2 separate regions of the Capsicum annuum genome follow, and region 2 is linked to region 1. Evidence: chromatin contacts called from public Hi-C data. All regions are on one chromosome and are shown on one strand. Each heading gives the region's core, a stretch centred on a gene start, on an enhancer-like site or on the middle of the called end of the contact. The rest is flanking DNA. Distances are from core to core; before and after follow the strand shown.

The links. A called contact is a pair of places that touch in the nucleus more often than the background predicts.
Region 2: a Hi-C map of leaf shows a contact between it and region 1, with 2.2 times the contacts expected there. The contact joins the enhancer-like site here to the promoter of LOC107867235 in region 1. A contact is called at or near these places in 3 of 5 Hi-C or Micro-C datasets (bud, leaf and placenta).

What each region holds. Positions count from the first base shown.
Region 1 is chr4:220,554,172-220,560,910 of UCD10Xv1.1, forward strand. LOC107867235 (F-box/kelch-repeat protein At5g43190) reads left to right here and starts at 2,226. Exons shown (of 1, transcript XM_016713384.2): 1 at 2,226-3,711. The coding sequence starts at 2,377. The coding sequence ends at 3,489.
Region 2 is chr4:220,595,290-220,602,203 of UCD10Xv1.1, forward strand. LOC107867234 (U-box domain-containing protein 4) reads left to right here. Exons shown (of 2, transcript XM_016713383.2): 2 at 805-1,144. The coding sequence ends at 897. Among protein-coding and RNA genes, the nearest start is that of LOC107867234, 5.2 kb to the left of the region's middle. Within about 2 kb of position 5,597, at least 2 of the 5 cell types and tissues checked have an H3K27ac peak or open chromatin away from gene starts, as enhancers often do. A contact at or near this core is called in leaf, where this site is marked.

The sequences.
Region 1 (6,739 bases), core at 976-3,475:
TTAAGAGAATTTTAATATATGTTCTTCCAATACTATCTATATTATTAATTGACAATATAATATATATATATATTTAAATTTATATGTTAAAAATTAATTAATAATATTAATTTGATAAAATAAACTTCTAATAAATGTTTTCTATAAAAGGTATCAAGTCAACAAAAGTTAACTATTTTAGTATCAAGTCAACAAAAATTAACTATATTGAAATGAAGGGTGTTGTTATCTCTCCCGAAGAAAATGATAAAAATGGTTGAAACTAGTTCTTTAATTAGCATTTAGATTAACTTTAGTCTTTTAAACTTATCCATAATGAATACTTTTAGTCCACGTCATATATTTATTAAATTTTGGTTGTTAAATTTGATTGAAATTATGAAAATTGAAAATATTTAATTGAACTCATTTAGAATATAATTTCTTTTAAAAAGTATTTAAAATCTTATGTTATGATGAATTCAACAATCTAGATAATAAAGAGTTAATTAAAAGTGTCTATAATACAACCGAAGATAAATATAAAGGTTCAATAGATTATTTCGCCAAAATGTTCCTTTCTCAAGTAAGGTTGAAATATTTTTCCAAAATGTTCCTTTCTCAAGTAAGGTTGAAAATTATTACGTATTTAAGTAGCATGTAGAGCATCTTTATAATTTTAATATCAATAATGAGATTTTTTTTTTTTTTATTGTTTTCATATATTTATTAAATTTTGATTGGAATTGTGAAAATTGAAAATATTAAATGGAACTTATTTAGAAATAATGTTGTATATCATATATATAATTTTTGATCTAATTTAAGAGTTTGGCATAATTTTTTGAAGTATAATGTTTACTATTTTTATGATTAGTGTACTTTAAGTTGTGATTTATGCTATCTTGATGAAAATTTCTTGTGTTTTTTATATCAAAATAATTCATAGGGTCCGATTATTATATACTATAACATCAAAGTTTGATAAAAACTGAAAATATTCACTATTGACAAATTTAAAAGGTCATTATTGCTCACTTGGATACTGAAAGGATTATTTCAAACATATTATATAAAATTTTGAAAGGATTATTTCAAACATATTATATAAATTTTTGTTGTTGTTTTGTCCTCTTGCCACCTCGGAAATCACGTTCGAAATTGTCAAAAACAAATCCGGTTGCTTACCAAATACAAGAATTTAAGGGGTCGTTTGGTACGAGACAAGATAGGCAAAATTATCATATGAATTGAGATATTTTACAGAATGTTATTGTCTCACATAGTTATTTGTTCATTTTTATTTATCATATTTCACTTTTTAAAATTTAAATTATATAAATTTTAATAGATATTTTATATGTATTTTGATCTATTAGAAAATTAATATTTATAACATTTTTCATATAGATTTTAAGTATTTAAAATTTAAAATATAAATTTACTTAATTTCATCTAACTTAAAAGAATTAGTAAAATTAAAAAATATGGCAAGTAAAACAGAGTAAAGGGGGTAAAAGATGACTTATTTCATTGTTACAGGTACAAATAATATGAAAATAATAACAAGACTAATTAGCACTCCTAACAGAATATAAAATAAAATAAGATAAAATAACTTTAAATTAGAACGATTTGATATACTAAAGCTTTTGTCATGCGCAGAATTCAAAAAAGGACCCGATCATAATAACAATTTTACTCCAATTTTTTTTTGTTAAGTAATCCTACGCACTATCCAAAAGTTATTACTCTCCCATTTGTATTTGTTTGACATATCATAACTTGGTAAGAAGTTTTAAAAAGTAACTTTTAAATCTTATAGTTTTAAATTAAAAATATTTTAAAAGTATAAAAAATATCTTTTAATTTTATGGTCTTAAATATATCACGTAAAAAGTTAAAATATTCCCTCTGTCTCAAAAAACATATTTAATAAAAGAATGTGTTTATAATTGATATATTTAAAAGATCAAGAGATAATTAATTACGTTTTTTAAACTATATTCTTAATAATTAATTGAAAAGATTCATGTAATCAAGATTTAAATAATATAGGATTATAAATATTAGTTAATTGGCACCTCTTAATAATTTTTCTTAAAAATTATATAAAATTTATACATGTCAATTATTTTATAACGGAGAGAATATTAAAAAGTTTCCGAAAAGAGGATAGAACTTATAAAAATCACGTCAAACAAATTAAAACATTTATTACTCTTACAAACAACCCCTAAAAATGTCCATTACTCTTACCAAACAACCCCTAAAAATGTCCATTTGTTTCTCTTCATATAAAACTAGAACCAGACCATCTAGTTTGTTTCACACAGTACTAAATATATATATATGTATGTTTGATTTGATTCCAAGTACAAAGTGGAGAACAAGAAGATGGTGTTATCATCACAACAAATGGATCCAAAGATATGGAGCAAATTACCAGAAGATGTTTTAGAATATTTGCTATCATTTCTCCCTTTAAAAACTTTCTTGAAACTCAAATCAACTTGTAAGCATTTCAAGACTCTTCTATTTTCACCTCCTTTCATATCCAAACACTCTTCCCCTTCACCAAATTCACCAGATTCATCACCTTTTTCTTCATTTTTCTTACTCTCACACCCACAGTTTCCAAGGCAGTATCCACTTTTTGATACTGTACACAACAATTGGAGGAACTTATCTCTTTGTGTTTCACCTGTTTTGCCATCTAGTTCTTCTGTTCTTTTGTCTTCTTCTAATGGTTTGTTGTGTTTTAGTAAGTCAAGTTCTAGTTCTTTTGTTGTTACTAATGTTTTAGCAAGGACTTCAAGGGTTGTTAAGTTTCCAACTTTGCCCTTTTCTTTTGAGTCACTTACTTTGGTTTGTGGATCTAATAATGGGTATAAGTTGTTTGTGATGTCTACTTTTGGATCTTCAAGAAGTCAAGTTTTTGTGTATTGTTCTTTGGTGAATTCTTGGAGTGAGTTTGGTGGATTTGATTTGGTTTTGAATGAGAATCATCATCAAGAAGGTGTTTTTTATGATGGGTGTTTGTGGTTTATTACTCCTGAGCCTTATTTTGTGATTGGTATGAATCTTGATAATGGGGAGTGGAAAAGATCCAATTTTGAGCTGCCTAGTGAGCTTACTTTTGCAAGATTGGTGAGTGATGGTGATAAAAAGTTGTATTTGATTAGTGGAAATGGGAGTAATGGGATTTCAAGAAGCATGAAGTTGTGGGAATTGGATGGGAATTCCAAGATTTGGGTGGAAGTTGAGAATGTGCCAGAGTTGATATGTAGGAAGTTTTTATCAGTTTGTTATCACAACTATGAACATGTTTATTGCTTTTGGCATAAAGGGTTGATTTGTGTGTGTTGTTATTCTTGGCCTGAGATATTGTATTATAAGGTTGCTAGAAGGACCTGGCATTGGCTTCCTAAATGCCCTTCGTTGCCTGATAAATGGAGCTGTGGATTCAGATGGTTCTCGTTTGTTCCTGAGCTATATGCCTTTGTGTAATAGTAAGATCAGTTGGATCGAAAAGGCGAAATCACGTGCTTCTGAGGAGGTGTTCCTTGACTCACTTTATGTTATTTTCTTTTCGTTTTCGTATGTGTGTATATAGGAGTAGCATTTGTGTTTGATTTGCTATATTTAGTAGTGATATACTCTATTAGCATATGAAAATAAACCTTGTAGAAGCATTGTTTGTTTGAAAGAATTTGGTTGGTGTTTGTTGAATTTTGGTGTGCTTTGAAAAGGAACTAAAAGACGATTGAATTTCTTGTTTTGGTTTTTGCAAACTTTGTACGACTTTAATCTTCGACAGTGATTGATGTCTCCATTTTTGTGGAAAAGAACTTGTTATCAATGTGCAATCTTTGGTGTGTTAGTATCAGGTGGAAGATCCCATCCTCTATCTTCGTCATTTTCATCGCGTCTTTCCTCATCCTCCAGCACCATACTAATATCCCTATTTCCCAATTCAACATCTGCAGCCTCTTCTTCATTAGCCACATTGTCCATCCCTGGCTGTAGCATCCAGTCCACCTTCAAATATCTTTTTTGTCACAATCAGTACAGGCCAGTCGCCCGTATCTGAGATGGGAGTAGGGGGGCAGCAACATAGATGCTTTGTTCTCCTTTGGCAATGATGGAACATTACCACCCAATTCTTCTGCAAGACGCTCAGTAGTATCCTTGAGCCTTTGGACTGACTGCCCTTTTAATGTATGCAAGGGGCTGATGACCAACATTCTCCAAAATCATAACACGTTCACGAACATCACCAAGTTACAAGGCATTGTGGAATTGACTCATAACTTCATTCTTATAAAGGATTTGAAAGCCTCTTGAATTTTCATCTTCCGGTAGGCATATTCAACAATGCCTGCATTACCCTGCCGAAGGTCCTCTATCTTAAACCTATGCAATTATCTTTCTGATCAATCTTATTAGCTGATTCAAAAGATAGTACTCACTGCTCCCCGAAGGGAAGCCTTGGAGTAACTGGTAAAGTTGCCTCCATGTGACCAGGAGGTCACGAGTTCAAGCCTTGGAAACAGCCTCTGGCAGAAATGGAATTGATCAGGGAAGGCTGCGTACAATACACCAAGTCAATGGGTGCATGTTGGATTCGCCAAAACTAGTGTATTTTTTGAGAATCCGACATGGGTGCGGCGTCGAAACTGAAGAGTCCGCGCAACTTAAGGTGTAGACAAGGACGTCTGAGGTTTTGATGATTCCAATATCCCCATTAAGAAGACAGTACTGATGTGGGTAGGTGTTGTATATACGAAGACCCCATTGTCATCCCAGGAACGTAAAGAGTGCAACGGTGCACAAGGTTCTTATCAGCTATTACTATGGAATGCTTGCCAAGCAAAGCAACGCTTTCCATGTCAGACAATATACCTGACAATAAGCGTCTTGAAGCTCTCCAAGAACAATACGCTTCTCTGCTGGAGACCGAAGATAACAACTACTCTGTCCTCCGCCCTGCAGAATAAGCTCCTCTTTGGCCAAACACATTTTGAAGTTGAAGCTTGAAAATTTTAGTTTTTAGAATTTAAAGTTGTATTTGAACACGCATTTTAGTTAGAAAAAGTTTGAAGTTTTATGAGTCGAAGTCCCAAAAGCTTTCCTCAGGTTAAATGTACAGGTCATAGGAGGAAACCCCAAGCCCAACAGATTAAAACAACACTATCAATAGGACAGTAAGGAACTTGTGGTGGGGCCTTTCCTCGAAATCTGCGCATAGCGGGAGTTTTAGTGGACTGGGCTGCCCGTTTTAGTAAGGAAGTGCTTCTGGACTATCTTGTTCAATTTTAGTGTCTCCTTGACTTCAGTTATCACATCATTTATTGTTGCTACTGTTCTCTTCTCCTTTTGCGTTTTTCATACTTGATTGGTCTATCGAGATGCTCAAGCAGGGTAAATAAGCACCGTTGCAGTTTATTATTCCAGACCTTTAATTATCTTGTAGTCATCCCCTACAAGTATTAAAATATATACTGAGAAAGAGTCTAAAAAGTACACTATGTCCATTATGCAAGTACACAAACACATATTGACTTACAAAACGTTACAAGTAAATCAAATGTGACAATTAATGACTTGCAAATCTGTTACACATGCCTTTAATATTTACTATTTACTTAAATTGTTTGCACTAGTGATGGGTCGGTAAATTTATTGCAGCACTACAAATGATTTCACATCCATAGACCATAAAGTTGCCAATTATCACTATAAATACGGACATGACCGAATATCATTGATATTTCATTTTTTCATTAGAAAATACTTTTAAAAGTTTTAACCAATCAAATATGAGAAAATAGGAAATTCCCCATATAGGATACACATATATACTCTCTATCATGAGGACATATGAATAATAATGTGTTTGAGTTGTAAAAACAAATGAAAAAAGAGTCCAAATCTCTAAAAATGATATATGTTGATCTCTAAAAATGATATAGGGAAGAAATACCAACATCGTGGGGAAGTCCTCAACCTTATTGTGTTAGAGGACATCGATAGATATCTTATGAAAATTATTATTATTATTATGGCTTAATGCTATGTGTACAAAAAATGACTTTTCTCTCCTACGAACTTTAATCACAAAATTCCATTTGAAATGGGTCGCTTTTTCATTGACGACCTTAAAATGATAAAGTTTTTCAAGCTTCTAGGAACCCCAAAAATGTAATTTTTAATTTTTTTCACTTAAATCACTCTACAATATTTAGATCCTTGATGACAAACATGAATATCACGTTCAATCAATTTTTAAATTTTAAGCGTCAAAAAATAAAAATCATAATCAGAATTAAGATTTTTTTTTTAATTACCTGTATATGCTATAGTGTATAAAACATGGGTCAAATAGAATAAAATATAAAATCATAAGTTCATTTTAGTTATAAGTTTGGTATAAGTGATAATAAAGAATAAAATATCAATTTTAGATTACGTAAAACTACTTATATATGAAGCCTGAAATAATATTAAATTTTATGTGAAAAAATCATGGATAGACTTATTGGTTTGGCATATTATATTCATGACCGTCTGTAGGTTAATTATTCATTTGGTACAATTTGTATGATGATGTTTAATTAAGAAAAAAAAAAATTGTTAAATTTGTGGTTCAATATATTCGAACTACAGCTATAGTCAATAACTCAATTTTAAAAGTTTTTTCTTTTGGAACTCGTCTCGAAATAAACTGTTTTTTAAATTCATGTATGGAATTAGTTCT
Region 2 (6,914 bases), core at 4,347-6,846, 44 kb after region 1:
GTTAAACTTAAATTATTTAAGGTTAGCACTAAAAAAGTATTGGTGTTGGGGAGTTGAACATGGACATATCTTTACTTAGGTGGATGAAGTAATCGATTCTAAACTATGTGTTCTGTCCATTTGCCTATAGCTTTTTTAGGAAAGAAAATTTTGGTTAAATTTCGTTAATTTAGATGCTTTTTCTTAATTCATGTATGCTATCTAAAGTTCAAATTATAGTGCTATTACTTGGCCTTCTATTGGCCACACGGTTAGTGACCAAATTAAGATGGACACATATATTATACAATGAAATGTAAGGCTGACTGTTTCTTTTTCTACCAAAAGTACACCCTTCTACCTGTTACCTAATGATTAAGAAAAGGAAAAAGAGAAGACAAAATATAAATAAGCGAATAAACTATACAATTATTATTTAGAGATGAAGTAAGTAATATAGGTGAGTGTATAAATAATTTGATTTATTTGCTTAAGTAGGCATAAAGTATATTGTATTAGATTAAACCTTATAATTGTAACCGAGTTGGTCGAGCCCGGAATCTCTCGAATGGGAGGTTTCATGCTTGAAACCCCCAAATGTTTTCTTGGTGAGTTTGTCTAGTGCAATTTACTTTTCCTGTAACATTTGTGAAACAACCTCTCTACTCTTCACTCGGTAACACTCAATAACGATTGCGGATTCCCTTTTTATATAAAAAGAGAAAAGTATATTGTATTAGATTAACATAATTGTTTGATTTATTATAGTATAGTATACTTGTATGATAGTGGCTTGTGTTTTTGTCATGTTGTAATTGGGGACAGGCAGAGAAACTGATTGATCTTCTAAGGCAACCAAGATCCGTTAACGCCGCTGCAACAACAGCAGTAGCAAGAACCTCTGGTGTGCCAGTCTGAACTTGTGTCCCTACATGTTGTTCCTCTTTTGTTTTGTAATCTTTGTTTGTATCATACCAGTCCAACAAAGCACAAATTATCATGGACAATATAGAAAGAAAAAAAAAAGAAGATATTTTCAAAAAAAAAAAAAAAGTGAAAATTGTAAATGCCTTCTGTTAGTACTAGTAAAAAGCTTTGTAAATTTGGTGAGTTTTGATTTTGGCTTTCTTGAAATTGTAATATGAATTTCTACTTCTTTTTTTTTTTTTTGGTTGGTTTACCTTTTACTTGTTTCTCGATTGTTCTTTTCCTTTTGGTAAGGGATTATGACTTGCGTATTGTTTAAACAAATGAAAGTCTGCTACGTGAAAAGCAAAAGTAAACCTTGGTCACACGAATCCTTTATATAATATGGCAAAATAAACAAAGCGTCTGGATGGATATCTCTTTGGTTTTCTTTGTTCACAATTTATCGATTAGTACGTCACTAGTTCCACGAATTAAGTCAATTCACAAGTTCACTTCCTCGTCTATGTCCTCCCTAGATTGTTTTTGTCTTTAATCGGAGTCCATGGTGTACGCTTTAGTTTTTTCACATATTTTATGAGTTTATGTCGGAAATTTCTCTAGCTTCTATTTAAATAAATAATTTTTTTATTTCAATTTATTTATTTTGATTTCTTTTTTAGTCTGTTTGATAAGATATTTTGTTTTTCGTAAATTTTTAATTTTAATTTTTTATATAATATGTTTTAGATCACAAAATTGAAATATATTTTGCTACCTGTCAAATTAACATCGAGACAGAGAAATTAAAATTGAGGGAGTATACTTTTAGGACGGATGGATACAGATTATCATTGTTGTATTTTGCTATGATGCGCAACCAATTTCCACCATTGACATATCTATCCAAGAATATTTTTTCATCATTAAATTAAATTTATTTAATCGCGAATGAATCTCTATGGCTAGTTTTTTTAATGAGGAATATATCTAATTTCGGTTTTCAACATTTTGAAACCCCCCCCCTACCCCCCCCCCCCCCCCCTCCCCCTCTCCTTTTTTACCGCTAACTAATTTTACGAGATACATGACCCTTTCACTTTGACCCCCTTTTTATTGGCCGAACTACCGGCAAATTAATTTTCAATATCAATTTTAAACTTCAAATAGTATAATTATTTGTACTTTTTGTCCTAGTACACAGGAGAAAAATTCAAATAATATTAATCGTTTGTCCTGTTTGTCCTAGTACACAGGAGAAAAAATAAAATAAAGGAGTGCGTATTGATTTGCACTTCAAACAGAGGATTCATAGTATATATGCTTTAAAAGGTTTCACTTATTTGATGTAGTTTGATTCTACACGAAATTTATTAATAAGCAATTTAAAGAAAGTAACATTTGTATAGCTACATGCATATATGTGTGTTTAAGTCTTTTCATCACATGGATAGTGTTAACATTAGAAGTCTATATCACTGATTGAACATAAATTGAAAATTATGGAAACATGTCTGTATGTTGAACGAAGCTTGATGCGTATCTGGAATTTAGTGTTTTCTTTGGGCCCTTCTATTAACCTATCTTCGTTGGACATGTGAATAGATCAAACTTCAATCAAACGTATCTGTGCTTCCTATTTTTTTATTTTAGATCATCATACATTTGCAATCTCTTATCATCTTTGTAACCATACTAGATCAAGAACATGTTTGTGAATCCTTCCACTCTTTAATAAAACACATGTGTTTGTGGATCCTTGCACCCTTTAACTAAAACATACTCCCTTCGTTTTGATTTGTTTATTTTATTTTTTGTAATCCTTTTAATATATAATATTTTTGTTTTGAGTAACTCTTTAGTTCTAATTTTTCATATGTTATTGTAGACAGTAAAATTTGTGCCGAGAAAATAATAACCAGGACAAGAAAATATCACAACAATCGTATTATTTGATTTCAATATGTGAGTGTTACAATCTCTATGAATCGTTGGATTGTTCTTTTTCAAATTTAAATTCAAGGCCCTTCAAGCTTGATCTTGAATCTGGTAGTCTCTTTATATTGACTTGTACTTGATTTCAAGGGTTTCCTTTTAAGATTATGAGATTAAAAGATAATTTGGTACAATATTCTACAGATCTCTAATCTAAGACCACAAAATTTAAAAGTCATCTTCATTTTTTAAAGTATTTAAACAAATAAATTAAAAAATTGGGTGTCATGAGTATTCACCGTGTTTTCGAAATTAGAAATATGACAAGCGTATACAAAAAAGAATTGTTGTGATCAATGGAGGGGCCTATGCGCTAGGTATTTTCTTTCTTCTGGTCGTAGGTGTGATCAATGTCATATCATTGAGATGTAATTGGATACTCCCTCCGTTTCGGAATAAGTGAATTGTTGGGATATTTATTGATGTTTTAAAATAAGTGAATCATTGAATTTTTTTCCAAATTTGTCCTAATGATTTGACAACCAATTAACTTTTAAAAATGTATTACAAGGTCAAATTTTTTCTTTTTTGGGGTAAAAATGGAAAGTTATGTTAAATTTATGTCTTTAATATTTTTTCCTTAATATGTGTGCCAGAATTCAACAATTCATTTATTATGAAACGGAGGGAGTACTTTAGAATAACCGTCAAAATTTGCTTCCGAGTGAGCTTTCTTCCTTAGGTTCAGGCTTGACCTTCATGACAGAGGTGAATAAAAGATTTAACTTTTATTAATTTAACTTTTAAAGTTCTTAACATCAAATCTATTTTTGCGTTAAGAATATTGAGTTCAGATGAATTCGATGCCTACATCTGCATCCGCCTTTAGTTAGAAATATATATATATATATATCATGATATAATTTTGCTATAGTACTACTTTTTCAATTTCTTAAATGCTCATATTCCATGATGGCGTGGTTTAAGCAATTTCATAAACGTCAAATATCATAGTATAAGGAGTTGAAATTAAAAATTGCAGCATATTTTAAAGCTTAAATTGTGGCATAACATGTTCAAGTTGAGTAGACATACATAATTTGAATAAACAAATGCGGGGAAAGCGGCTTGATTTAAACAAGCAAACTACTACAATAGATTACTACTACTACTTTTTGAAGCTATTGACAATAAGCAAAAACCAACGAATTGAGGGTCCCAATTTGAAAATTTGTAAGTGGCATTATGCAGAACTCTTGGGGGGTGGGGTTGGGGCGGATTTTTTCGCAGTCGGTATATATATCAAGTTAATATATTAGAGTTCATATCACTTGATTATAATTAAATAATATGTATTTTACTTTATTTAATCACTTAATCATGATAAATTACATTAATTTACTATATACATCGAGTGCGAGTAGGTTTTTACCCTCCCTCCGGTCTATTTTATTTGTCGTGTTTAATGAAAGATTGATACGATAGAAAAAAGAGTAGTATTAAATTTAGATCAAAGAATAAATAAAGATCTATAATCAAATTACCGTTTAGTTAATATTTCTTAAATGACATGAAAGAAAAATATTAGATGTAAAATAGATAGGGGAAGTATCAACTTACTATTTACATGAATATACTTGCACTGTTTGTTCTCGTCCCGTTTATGTATTTTATTAAAATTTCTTGTGTTATTATTTTCTTGTGCATTAGCATTTCAAAGTCCTTTAACGTATATAAAATTCCGTATTGATAGCAATCAACTAAAGCAACAAAGTAATAAAATTTACATAACACCACAATTTATTTTTACTAAATTATATAAAATTCTCATCCTTTTTGTTAATTATCTAAATTTCTTTTTTTCTTAAAATAGCCGGATACATTCACAAATTCATAAATTTTTGGTTACATAATTTTAATTGTGTATCTCCCTTTAGTCTAGTTAAAATATTATATATCTCGACCAAATAGTTTCAGAAACAAATGTATCTCAATAATCAAAATTATGTATTCAGATGCTAATTATATATCCGAAAATTGCAAAGTAAAGGTTTACTTGTAATTTTTTTTGTAAAAAAGTAGAAATAGAGAGTAGTTAGGGGTAAACTTATTAGGATTTATATAAGTTTTAAAATAATAAGAGTTTAACTCCACGACATTCCATCACCGATCGGCTCTAAATAAGTTATCTCAGAATATAAATGGGGAAACTCATTTTATTGTTATACGGTAAATGACGGGATAAAATTTTTGAAATTAGCTGATACTCCTAATCAAACGCAAGATAAAATAATTTAACATCTTATTCCTAGATTATATTTCCTTATTCCTCGTACCAAAGGATTAATTTCTTATTTTGACCTTTTTTGGTATCGTATTTAGTGTACAATATCTACATTAAAGTCCGATTAAATCAAATTTGTGTCGTTAGTGTTTATTTGAAGGAAGTGATTCCTATCAAGAAATTTTTCATGCCCAACACTCGATATCGAGACCAAAAAATACCTCCATTCACTACACTATATTCGCTGGTGGTAACTTTTTTGATTGAGCCGTATATTGTTGCGTGAAATGAAGAACTAGATAACGGTTGTCAAATAAAGCAATGGAATTTGAAAGGAAGACTTTTAAAAGCTTTTTTCCAAAAAAATTTAAACATATTTTTTTCTTGTATTATTGAAAAGCAAAAGTTTACACATCATCAAAATAATGCCTCACTCTCCACATGCTTCATGTCCTATACAATCCCAATTTTATTTGTCCCTACTGGGATTTTTATGTCTTTAAACTTTTATCATAATGGAGTCCTATATATATATATATTTCTAGTGTAAAAGTGGAGAGAGTGGTGGGGAATTTATGTCAAATTGACAAGACAAAATAAGTACTTAAGATGGTAAGGCCACACGTCCATTAGTTAAATATGGTGTTGTAAATTCCACGTTAATGGATTTCAACAAACACTTCAAAAACGTGGAAAGGGTGTACGCTATAATCATCTGACATCCGTAACTCTTGCTCGTTTGGTGGATCTCAGATATAAAGAATAAATAGTCTCGAAATAAATTAAAAAATTATTTTATTTTATATTTGATGTGAGGTATTTGTTAGTATCGAGACTCTTTATTCCACCGTTTATACCATAGTGATGGAATAAGTTATCCCATATACATTATTGGATAACTAATTTCGAAATTAATTATTTCGAGATAACCCTTTTCCCACCAAACGACCCCTTACTAAGTTAGATGCACCTTGTGTTATTCCACAGTGTGGATTGGAGATCGATTCTTCTCGTCAATGTCTTGTCAGATGAACTCATTGCAACTGGTCTAGTGCAATGCATATCTTTTTGTACGTATATTGAAATTTTGTGGACTCTATAAGAAGAATCTAATTTGTTGGAGTTCATGAAGGCTATGATACCCTAAACCTAGCTTGGCGATTAATATACTTTAAACCCTAATAAATTACGCCTATACGAAGGGACAAATACTTCCTTAAAGAGTGTCTTCAACATCCACAAATTCATCAGATATTCGTAAAAAGATCAACCATCTCTCGATAATTTCATAAACTCATGGAATATCACAATGTGATCAAAAGTTTCTCTTTTTAATAATCAAATACATCAATAAGATCCACAAATTTACCTTTCATGAGAAAATTCATATCAAATTCAGATTTTCGAACAAAATTATAGTCATATTATTTTATCAATAAAAATTTATGTGTTTTTATATTGTTGTTTGTGGATGATATTTATTTTTTATGAATTAAAATTTATTGAAATCAATATGATTTACGAACTATTGTGGAGCAGCGGACTTATCTCTAGTACTTTTCTGATTTCCTTGGGTTCCAAAAAATAATTATTATGTTGACACTGAAGGAGCACTTTGATTATGTCGTATTACTTGTTCTTATATTTGAATTCTCATTCTAATCTAGGTAGCTTTATCTTAGTTTGAAAATTAATATTTAGAGTAATATTGGACTTCAAATAATGATGATGTCACTTTGTAGTTGTCGTAATTTGATGAACTTATTATATTAAAGAAATTGATAAAGTGTTTCCTAAGTAGATCTCTAAG